Regions from separate parts of the Sus scrofa genome. Here region 1 is linked to region 2. The links are chromatin contacts, called in public Hi-C maps. All regions are on one chromosome and are shown on one strand. The core of a region is the stretch at or near the end of the contact, and the rest is flanking DNA. Distances in the headings are between cores, read along the strand shown. Region 1 holds the start of TGFBR2 (TGF-beta receptor type-2). Region 2 has its middle 220 kb from the start of TGFBR2.

What was found. Hi-C and Micro-C count contacts between places; a contact is called where the count stands out from the background.
Region 1: a contact with region 2 is called in a Hi-C map of retroperitoneal adipose tissue, with 1.8 times the contacts expected there. The contact joins the promoter of TGFBR2 here to the enhancer-like site in region 2. A contact is called at or near these places in 6 of 47 Hi-C or Micro-C datasets (embryonic fibroblasts, fetal heart ventricle, heart right ventricle and 1 more) and 2 of 2 datasets of contacts at active chromatin or transcription factors (alveolar macrophages and skeletal muscle).

The regions. Positions count from the first base shown.
Region 1 is chr13:16,780,734-16,786,034 of Sscrofa11.1, forward strand. TGFBR2 (TGF-beta receptor type-2) reads left to right here and starts at 3,637. Exons shown (of 7, transcript XM_021071493.1): 1 at 3,637-3,927. The coding sequence starts at 3,834.
Region 2 is chr13:16,557,743-16,563,150 of Sscrofa11.1, forward strand. No RefSeq gene overlaps it. Among named protein-coding and RNA genes, the nearest start is that of TGFBR2, 220 kb to the right of the region's middle. Within about 2 kb of position 1,964, at least 2 of the 83 cell types and tissues checked have an H3K27ac peak or open chromatin away from gene starts, as enhancers often do. A contact at or near this core is called in retroperitoneal adipose tissue, where this site is marked.

The sequences.
Region 1 (5,301 bases), core at 2,387-4,886, 220 kb after region 2:
AATGGATTAGAGAAAGTGTCCTTTTCATCTTTCCCTCTGGTGAAGACAAGAAACAGACATTGGGTAGAGCAGGGCACAGAATAGGATTCCAAGTTGAAAAGATAATCTGTGCTTTTGAGGACTTAACAATTAGGGGATAGAACTTCTCCAAATAAATGAATAATGATACCACATAGGACAAACATTAAAAAATAGATTAAATAAACTAAATGCTCCTGGGGGTTCTCCCAGGGGGAGGAGAGCTCAAATAACTGGAGGCATCACAAAGTGTTTCCTGGAGGAGCTAGCATCCAGGATGACCTGAGAGGCTGGGGGGTCTCTCACAAGTTCACTATTGTCTCAGTGCTATTGGTCTGCCTCACGATGGAAGGAAAATTGGTCCAGAGATAAGAACTGAGAATGCAGAACGGTGATTTACATGAAGAGGAATCTCCCTGTTCACAGATTTAATTGCCAGTAACCTCAACAGCTGCGTGTCCAAAAGTTCAGGGGAGACACAAGTTCTTGCCTCATCACAACTGGGAAATGCAGGGCTGACATTAACCACATTTTGATCCAGTCCAGTTGTTTTTCTGCGTGTGTGTCAGAGTTTGTAAAGCTGGACAAGCGAAGATATTCAAGCAGTTTAACTTTCGTTCAAGTTGGTTTTTATTGTTTTTTCAACTTGGTCAGGACTTAAAAAGTACTCTCTTTGTTTTTCGAGCCCTGAGTCATGCTTTTATTTTTTTTTATTTCCATCAGCAAATGGCCTGCATTTTCCATCTGTATCTTAACCACCTATGTGAATACACAGAAATTTGTATTAAGTTAAATACACAACTTTGTGTGAAGATCACATCTTGATTGAGAGTATCAGAGTGCTCTTTCAGTGAGGCTCCCAAAAGGAAGGTCATACTGACACATTTTTAAGATTGTCCAATTGCAATATACAAGTGTTTACATGGCTCTGATTTCACTGTGATAGTTTCTGAGAGACAAGTTTGCACTTGGCAATGAATTCAGACTTAACTTCACAGGAGATGAGGATTAAATCAGAAATGTTAAAGGCAAACAAAATTAAACCCAACTTTAGTCATATATGAAGACAGAGACCACCAGTTAAATATTCCACCACAGAATCAGATACCTCAAATCTGGCTGATAACAATGTAAAACATTTGTTCTTTGCAACAAATATAAAAAAGAAGGCCTTTGGAGTCAATTGAGCATTTATTTGCCTCCATGTATTTTGGGGAATAAGGAAGTGTATGTATACTCTCCAGAGGAACTTGGGGTGAATTTAGAAGAAAAGAAAAAAAAAAAAAAACCCAAAAAACAAAACCACCTACTTCTCCATTTTTAAGAAAAGGAAGTAGTATGACATCATCCTCTAGTCAGTTTATATCTCAATTTGTTAGGTATTAGAATGCCTTTCCCTGAGTTATAAAATCATTAGAATGATTAATTTATTGAGTTATTGAGGAAATTAATTCCATTTTTTTTTTTATGAATCTTGAGGGCCTCCTTTGTTCATTTATCCAACAAATACCTATTAAATATCTAGGTCCTGGGGATACAGTAGTGAGTGGAAGCTAAGATATCACTCCTGTCCTCAAGAAATCTGGACTTGAGTCCAAAGAGAAGGGAGAGGAAAGAATGGCACAGATTATTACAAAACTACAGCTGTAGTGGGCAGGCCGATGGTGCCAAGGGAATCTATAATAAAATGTCTGCTGGGAGGGGAGGTCAGGGAGAGCTCACCCATCAAGGAAGTCACAATTCACCCCAGTAAGACCAGGAGTTGGCTGGGTGGAGAGGCAAGGAAAGACAGAGGAGGGGAAATGTGCCTGGGGGAAGGGGTGAAGCTGGGGCCTGAGGAACAGAGGCTCGTTCTAGGAGCCTGGAGGTGCTCTCAGCAGGAGAGGAGAAGCCCAAGGGAAGACAGGAGGGGACTCAAAATCACCTTAAAGGATCTGGTTTCTCCCTGTCTCTAGAGCAGCAGGAAGCCATTGAGTGATTTTAATAGAAGGGTTGGTATAATCAGGTTTGCTTTTTGAAAATCCAACTTTTTGCTCTGATTTGAGAAATTGAGTGAAAAGGCCCAGAATGGCCCTAACTGGGGACAAGTGCTTGGGAGACCCCTGCTCAAGGGATGATGGTGGGTGGCAGGGGTGGTAGCTGTGGAGGAAACAGGGAGAAGCTGATTTTGAACTCAACTTTCCTCCATGGTTTGAGTGGCTTTGGCGAGGCTGCTGGTGGGAAGGAAGATGTCCAGCCCTGGTGATTTCACCACACTTCCTGCTCCTAAATTAAAGAGCTAGGAAGTAGTCTTTTCCTAAAAGACACATTCAGAGGCAGCTGCAGGGCTGGGTGGAACAATGGTGACAAGACTTAAGGCTCCAGGATCAAGCAGAAGAACGTAGATTGATAGGGAAGATTTCAGGGGTTGGGTTTCCAGGGAGAGTTAGTTGCCTTTATTCTACGTAAGCCTGGCCACCTGCCTCTGCAAACAAGTTTTCTCTCAGATAAAGGAGTTTATTGTGAAAGGTCTCCTGATGGGAACGCTGTACTTGGAAGGCTGAAAGTAGGGTGAGCATATAAGTCATTATCCAACTGAGACACATGGGAACAAGAAAAGGGTTCTATTAATAATTTAGTTTTGGAACAGATGTACATCAGAATGGTTTGGGGCAAACCTGGTCAACCTAGCAAGTAGGGAAAGTTTAAAGTTGGTCCTGTTCTGCTACCACCAATGTCCCCCTTTTCAGGGGACAGACTCAGGGTTCTCTCCTGTCACAGAGCATTAGAAGGCAAGACCTGGCACTTAGCTGAGTCCCAGGCCACTATTTTCACACTTTCTGCCATACCTGACACACAATGAAGGTAACATTTTCCACTGTTACCACTCTGTGATGTCTTACCATGTACAATTACACACTGAGTCACCCCCAGGAAAAAAAGGCGGTTCAAAATGGGAGATATCATCCAAGAGCTTATCAAAATGCTGTCTCTTAGAGGAACTGAGGCAGAATCCGCATTTTAACGAGACTTTCAGGGAGTCCATAAGTACATTAAACTTGGAGACAAAGTTTTGGACTTTCTCCTTCAGTAACAAACATGTATCACAATGTGACAGTGTAGGCATACATAATTGAAACAAAAGTTTAAGGAGACAATACTCTTCTATTTGAAAACCAAAAACGTGCTCACAACTCAGGTTTCAGCACCCACTGCTGGGTTGCCCCTGGGAGTTTGAAAACTCCGTTCTAAAGCACTGAAGAACAAACTCAAAAAGGGTAGTGGGGAGGGGAGAATGCTTCGCAGGGGTGCTTTGGAAAGGGTTCATGCTTTCTGCGTTCAGTGACTTTCTGTAACCCTTGCACTAGGTCGCTCCACAGTAGGTCCTCGAGCGAGGAACCGGCAACAGCAGCGAGGGGTAGCTCAAAGTCTGCCAGAGCCCCGGAGGGGCAGTCCCGGGGACGTGATTGGCAGCTGCGAGGGAGGGCGAGGGCCGGGAGCCGGGCCGGGGGAGCAGGCTCCGGGGCGGCGAGAGGTCCTGCCCAGCTGTTGGCGAGGAGTTTCCTGTTTCCCCCGCAGCGCCAGGGAGAAGTCGTGAGTCACTCGCGCGCCCGGCCCGACGACACCCCGCGCGCGCACCCGCCGGCCGGGCCGGCCTCCCGCGCACCCCCTCGGCCGCCCGGGCCCCTGCGCCTCGCCCGCTGCTACCCCTGCGCGCGCCGGGCGGCGCCACATCTGGCCGCACCGCTGCCGGCGCCCGGCGCGGGTCCGGAGGGCGCGGGTGGAGGCGCAGCGGGCGCGCTCGGGCCGGTCTATGCCGAGCGGCGGGGGCTGCCATGGGCCGGGGGCTGCTCGGGGGCCTGTGGCCGCTGCACGTCGTCCTGTGGACGCGCATCGCCAGCACGATCCCGCCGCACGTTCCCAAGTCGGGTGAGTGGCCCCTACCCGGTCTCGGCGCTGGGGTCCCCGGGTCCCCACCGGGTTGCGCTTGACAGTGGCCCGGGCTGCGAGCGCGGGCGGAAGCCGGGACGTGTCCCCGATCCCCGCGGCCCGGCGCCCCGCGCGGGGACGTGTGCGTTTTTCTTTTCCAAAAACCCGGAGAGTGGCCGTGGCGGGGGGCGCGGGGCGCACCCGGCCCCCTTTGTGCGGGAAGGAAGGGCGCCGTGCCGGCAGTCCTGGCCGCCCCCACCCCCGGAAAGGGAAGTTTGAGAAGTTGGTGATCGGCAGAGTCAGGACGCGGCCCGGGCGGCCTCTGAGCAGCGGGCACACCTGGTTCCCGGCCCAGGATCGCTTAGCAGCCCCTAAAGGGCAGGACACCCCATCCTCAGCTCCTGGCAAAGGCCACATGCCCCTACGTCGGCTGGCTTCTTGGCCTGGAGTTACTGAAAAAAAGTTTCAAGAAAAGGAGCGTTGGCAAAAGAAAGTTTTCTGGCTCCACTGCTGGCTTGGAGTGGATGGGGCAGGGAGTGGGGGTTGTCAGGTGGAAGACAGAGTATTTACCGAGTGCCTGCTAGGTACTGGTGCTTGGTGCTGCGTGCTAGGTGCTGGAGATGTTGCCTGAACCGAACAACCCCGCCTTCCAGGTTTAGAGGTTCATTACGTTTGGTGGAAAGGAAGGGTTAAAATCCTAAATCCCCTACCCACCTGATCTTGATCTCTAGAGAGTTTTGAGGAGAGAAAAAATGCAAGAATTGCGTTCTTACTGATTTATTATGGAAAGTACCAAACCTCTGAGACCTTAAACGTTAGAAATTTTGTACCTCTGATCTACAGAACTGAGGAGCTGCATCTAGGGTCTGGTAACTGAGTCTTTGGACCTTTCTGGGCCTCAGTCTCTGCATCTGTGAAATGATGTGGTTAGACTTGGATCATTTTCCGTTCCTTTCATCTTTAATACCTAATGTCTCTCTTTTGCCCTTTGGTGACCTGGAGATGCACTGTATAGATTTGGAATAACTTGTAGAAGATCTGACAGCCCCTGTGGCTCTAAGGCACACACTTTGTTTACCAAGGACCAGAGGCAGACTTCCCTTTAGTTTTGTTTAGAAGAAATTTGCACCATGTTCTCCATGGGACAGTTCAGAGTACTTGAAGTGGATTGAGAACTTTTAAAAATTGTCTTATATCGAGGGTGGCGTGAGGATGGGAGTTTCTGATGGAATGAGGAAGAAGCACTATTATAAACAAAAAATCCTAATGCAAATTTGTGTTCTACAGTTTAATAAAATCCCGCTGCTTTATTCTTGGATGTTTTCTTACATTGCAGTACCAGAGTGTTCAGTTCTCTCTGATTGTACATGAGAC
Region 2 (5,408 bases), core at 714-3,213:
AGTGATTATCTTCAATGTGGGCCACATTTTTATCATTAGTTCACGTATATTACCTTGTTTCATAATTTTAAGTTTTTTCGCTTTAATCCTCATTTCCCAGTCTCATTCTATTCCCCTTCCCTACCTTTGGCAATGATTCTGAATCTTCACATGTGTAGCTGTCCCTCAGTAGCTGTGGGGGATGGATTCCAGGAGCCTTTGGATACCAAATTCCAAAGATCCTCAAATCCCTTACATAAAATGAAGTATTTGCGTAGAACCTGAGTACATCCTCTTGCATATTTTAAATCATCTTTAGATTTCCTATCACATTTAATACAATGTAAGTGTTATGTAAATAGTTGCTAATGAATGGCATGTCAAGTTTTGCATTTTGGAATTTTCTGGAATTTTTTTCTGAATACTTCGGATCCTTGGTTGGTCCAATCTATTGCTGTGGAACCCTTGGATACAGAGGGTCAGCTATGTATCTTTCTGTTTGTATGTGTTCTTTCAAGGTATATACTGATAGTTTTGTGTTGTATTTTTAAATTATATAAATAGTGTTGTTATATCTCATTTATTTCTTATTTTTGCACTCAGCACTTCTCTAATTACATCATCCATTCATGTTCTCACATATATCTATTATCCATTGCTTCCCATTGCTATCTAGTACTTGGGGTTTATACCCACTACTGGGTTTTTTCCCATCCACTCAAGGGTGGAAGCTCAAATTGCTCCCAGTTCTCCATGACTACCAATATCCCTAAAAAAGAAAATCTATATACATACTCCCTTATGTGCAAATCTTATGGTGCCATCCTAGGCAGTCCGTTGTCTCTAATTACCACTAAGATACTATTTAAGGGCTTAAAGCTGAGGAAAGACTTGACCATGTTCTGTCTTAGGAGTGACTAGATGTTGTATGTAAATGATGATGTGCTTGGATGAAACAAAACTGAAAGCCAGGTGATCAGGTAGAGTCCTGTTGATCATCCAGGCAAAGGCTGGAACGGAACCAAAGTCAGAAGGAGGGGGAGGGCAGGGTGAGATGGCTGGCGAGCAGTTCAGGGGCTAAAAGGAGACAGCATTGGTGACGGACTGGATAGAGAAGGAAGTCAGAGCTTGAAATCTAGAATGATTCCTACACTCCTGGGTCTTATAACTGGGGGAAAAGATGGTTGCATTCCAGATAAGAAATGCCAGAAAAGGAACAGGTTAGGGGAGATGATGAAAGAAATAAGCATATCCATCTAGGATTTAATGTCAAACAGAAGCTCCCAAATGAGTTTCAGCTGTGTGTGTGTGTGCACATGTGTTTTAATTTCTTTTCTCCAAAAGCAGTGTACATTTCCCTAATATATTAGATCTGAGAGCCTGTTTTATTTTGCCCTCTACACCTAATATATGTAAGTGTATTTTAATCAAATTCTAAATACACCCAGAGGGTTTGCTTATCATTTGAATTTCCTGAGGCATCCCTCATTCCCATGAGGGGCTAATAATCTGATAATTTCAGGTCTTTAATGCTAGAAATATTGGTAAGAACAGTTAAATAACTTCTTAAAGACTCTATTAGTCATATTTGTTTTCTACTTTGACTATAATATGAGTTTTTTCCATTATCCCTTCTCATACACAAACCCACACCTCCCTGTTTCAGGAAGCCTTCAAAAATGACGTGTTATCCTTCAAAACGCATCCTTGATATGTTATCCTTCAAAAGACAAACTTCATATCTAAAAGCATCACCTCAATCGCTTAGCTTCTAGTAGGAAGATACCTGCCTTGGTTTTTGAGATAAGGTTAAATGAAGCCAGAAGGCTCCTGTGTTCTATCTTATTGATCTCCCCTGCTAGACTGTTCTCCCAGAGTCTTCCCACCGGGTTGAATCCATGCCTCCTGTTATGGGCATGAGCTCTCAGATGTGAAAGAGGCAGCAACCTTTTTCATTAGGTGAGCAGATGGGGTGAAACCTCCATCTAACTGCAGGGGAGGGAGCAGCCTACCTGGGAAGCAGTGGTGAGGCTGAGCCTGCTGGGCCCCTGGTACCCAAGGCAGAACAACACTCCCCAGAGGAAGGGAAGATTCCAGGGAACAAGGGGACAGGGTCAACATGACACAAGAGTAACAGCGATTTCAAGAGGGTGTGATGGGAAGGAACCACAGAGGAAGCTATTCTTGAATGCAGTCCTGAGAACTAATAGCTCTGACAAAAATTCAAGCAGCACAGCTCTTTGATATCTGTAATATCTGGGAAAATCTGAACACGATTGGTTTGATTTGAAAATTGCCTCAATGCTATAAACGGTTTCCTGATGGGAAAACCTCCAGCATTTGTATTAATCATGTAATTGTCACAGATCCATTCCAGTGGAGTTTTGTGTTGCTGCTGCTATTTATAGTATTTATTCCTTCTGGGTAAATTTGAGCACATTTGGTGTTCTAAAAACCAACTCAAAAATCTACTACTACATGAAAGTTCTAATGAGAATAACTGTTTCCACTTAACAGGGAGTTACTATGCATCAGGTAATGATTTGTCCTCATGAGAATACCCTAAGTTAGGTATGGTCACACCAATTTTGAAAAATTAGAAAAATGAATCAGGAGTCTGGGATTAACATATACACACTACTAGACATGGACTAGATGAGTAACACGGACCTGCTGTATAGCACAGGGAACTCTCCTAAATATTCTATGATAACCTCGATGGGAAAAGAATCTGAAAAATAATGGATGTGTGTAAGTGTATAACCGAGTCACTTTGCTGAACCCTTGAAATTAACACGAAGTTGTAAGTCAACTATACTCCCATAAAATTTTAAAAATAAATAAATGAAGTATAATCTATTAAAAATATTGAATTGCTATGTTGTATACCTGAAACTATGTAAATCAACTATACTTTAATAAAAAATAAAATAAAAACAAAAACAACAAATACCACCAAATGACAAATAAATAAAGTGGAACACTGATCAAAAAAAAGAAGGGAAATTGAGCTACAAGAGGATGAGGGAATTGTCCATGTGTTCTTTCACAAATTTACAAAAAATACTGGTGCTGAGGCCTAATATCCAGCTACAATTATTCTTTTATTTTATTTTATTTTTATAATAGTATAGTTGATTTACAGTGTTGTATCAATTTTTTTTATTTGTTTTCCCACTTCTTACATTTCTAAAGAACAAGCTTGGGTGATTTTATATCTTTTGTGGGAAGCATAAAAAACCTGGGAACATTGGGAATTCCTGTTGTGGCTCAGCAGGTTAAGAACCCAACATAGTATCCCTGAGGATGTGGGTTCAATCTCTGGCCTTGCTCAGTGGTTTAAGAATCTGGTGTTGCTGCAAGTTGCAGCATAGCTCTCAGATGCAGCTCAGATCCAGCATTGCTTGACTGTGGCGTAGACAGGCAGCTGTAGCTCAGATGCGACCCCTAGCATGGGAGCTTCCATATGCTGTGCTTGTGGCCATGAGAAGAAAAAACAAAAACAAAAAACCTGGGAACATCAAAGTCAAGCCATGCTTAGAACTTCTTCCTGGTATGCTGATATACTTACTGCCTAAAACTTTTCCAATATATCATCATGCCCTTAACAGTACAGCTTAATCAACTCTGGAAACAAATTCATCTTGGAGTCTGAAATGTGTGTCGATGTTTATACATGAAAATCAGGATTTTTTTTTTAAGAAAGCCAAGATTTTTCAAGTCTGTGAATAGATAGATCCAAATAGTGTGGCAACTTGAAAAAAATCATATGATTAAATCATTAGAGATCCACTACAAAGTCCAAGTGAATATAAAAATAGAAAGAAGAAGTATTTTATCAGCCCTGGGATCTAGAAAAATGACCCCAGCTATAGAATAGAAACTTCGAGGAATTTCTACGATACAGCACAGATCAAGAGCAGACCTAGGAAGCCTCCCTGTTCCCAGAGCTGATCAATGATAATCTGTTGTTACCTGAGCAGTTTCCTTGTGGGCTTAACCCCACTTCAAGCTAAGAATTCCTTCCAACCACATAGAATCCATATTTCCTGCATCCTTCTGTCTCTGCATACTTATATTGGTATTGTTTACCTCATTTCTGGTGAGCAGTATTCTCTCTCCAAGGGAGTGTTGGTGAACACAGCTCTCTTCTTTTTCATGTTACCAATAATGTTTTTGTTCCACAGTGATGCACCCCCAGCTAGCTTTTGAGTTGGTGACTACTCAATCCATCTCTGATGCAAATAACATTAATTTGAAAGAATAACTCAATCTATGCCCCCCCACTGTTTCCAGATGGCACGCAACTGAAAAATATTAAACTAATGGTTACTGTCTTTTCTAATTTGAAGTAAACATGCAGGGAAGTGAGGTAGGGTGCAAAGGGCAGGACAGGGAGGCCCATTTCCATGTCACCAGGTCCTGGGGACATATTACAGGTGTCCCAGGGCTGGAAAACATGGGGACCTGGTTGTCACACACTTTGAGTTTGCACATGGCCCAAAGGAGGTATCAAGGCAGCCTCCACGAGAGATCAGCGTGCCAGGGGAAGGGGTCACCCTGCGTGCCTAATTCAAGGCTGCCAGCACACAGTGGAAAAGGCTTCTGCAGATACAACTGCCTACGGCCACACCAAAACAAGTCAAACAAACACACAAGTCAAAAAAACCAAAATACCTCTCTTATCCTCTTCTCTACCTTCTGGCTGCTGAACCAAATCAAAGTCCAGTAAAAATATACTCTCCCTTCTTCTTCCACATTCAGTCAGTGATTGAACATGGCCCACATCATTTATCGCCTTTCCTAGAATCCATGTCTAAGCTAAGTGCTGGGGGAAAAAAAAAATCTCTCTTGGCAAAAAAGAACAAACAGAAGAAAAGGGGTGGGGGGAGCAGGGATAAATTGAAAGGATGGGATTACCACATACACACCACTATATATAAAACAGAAAACTAACAAGGACCTACTATATAGCACAGAGAGATTTATTCAATGTTCTGTAATAACCTGTATGGGAAAAAAGAATAGATATATGTACATTATAACTGATTCACCTTGCAAGTCAACACTGTAAATCAACTATACCCCAATAAAACTTTTTTAAAGGAGTTCCCCATTGTCCTAGCGATTAAGGATTTGGCGTTGTCACTTCTGTGCCTTAGGTTCAATCTCTAGTCCAAGAACTTCCACTTGCTACAGGTGCAGCCAGAAAAAAAATAAAATTAGGAGTTCCCGTCGTGGCGCAGTGGTTAACGAATCCGACTAGGAACCATGAGATTGCGGGTTCGGTCCCTGCCCTTGCTCAGTGGGTTAACGATCCGGCGTTGCCCTGAGCTGTGGTGTAGGTTGCAGACACGGCTCGGATCCCGCGTTGCTGTGGCCCTGGCGTAGGCTGGTGGCTACAGCTCCAATTCGACCCCTAGCCTCAG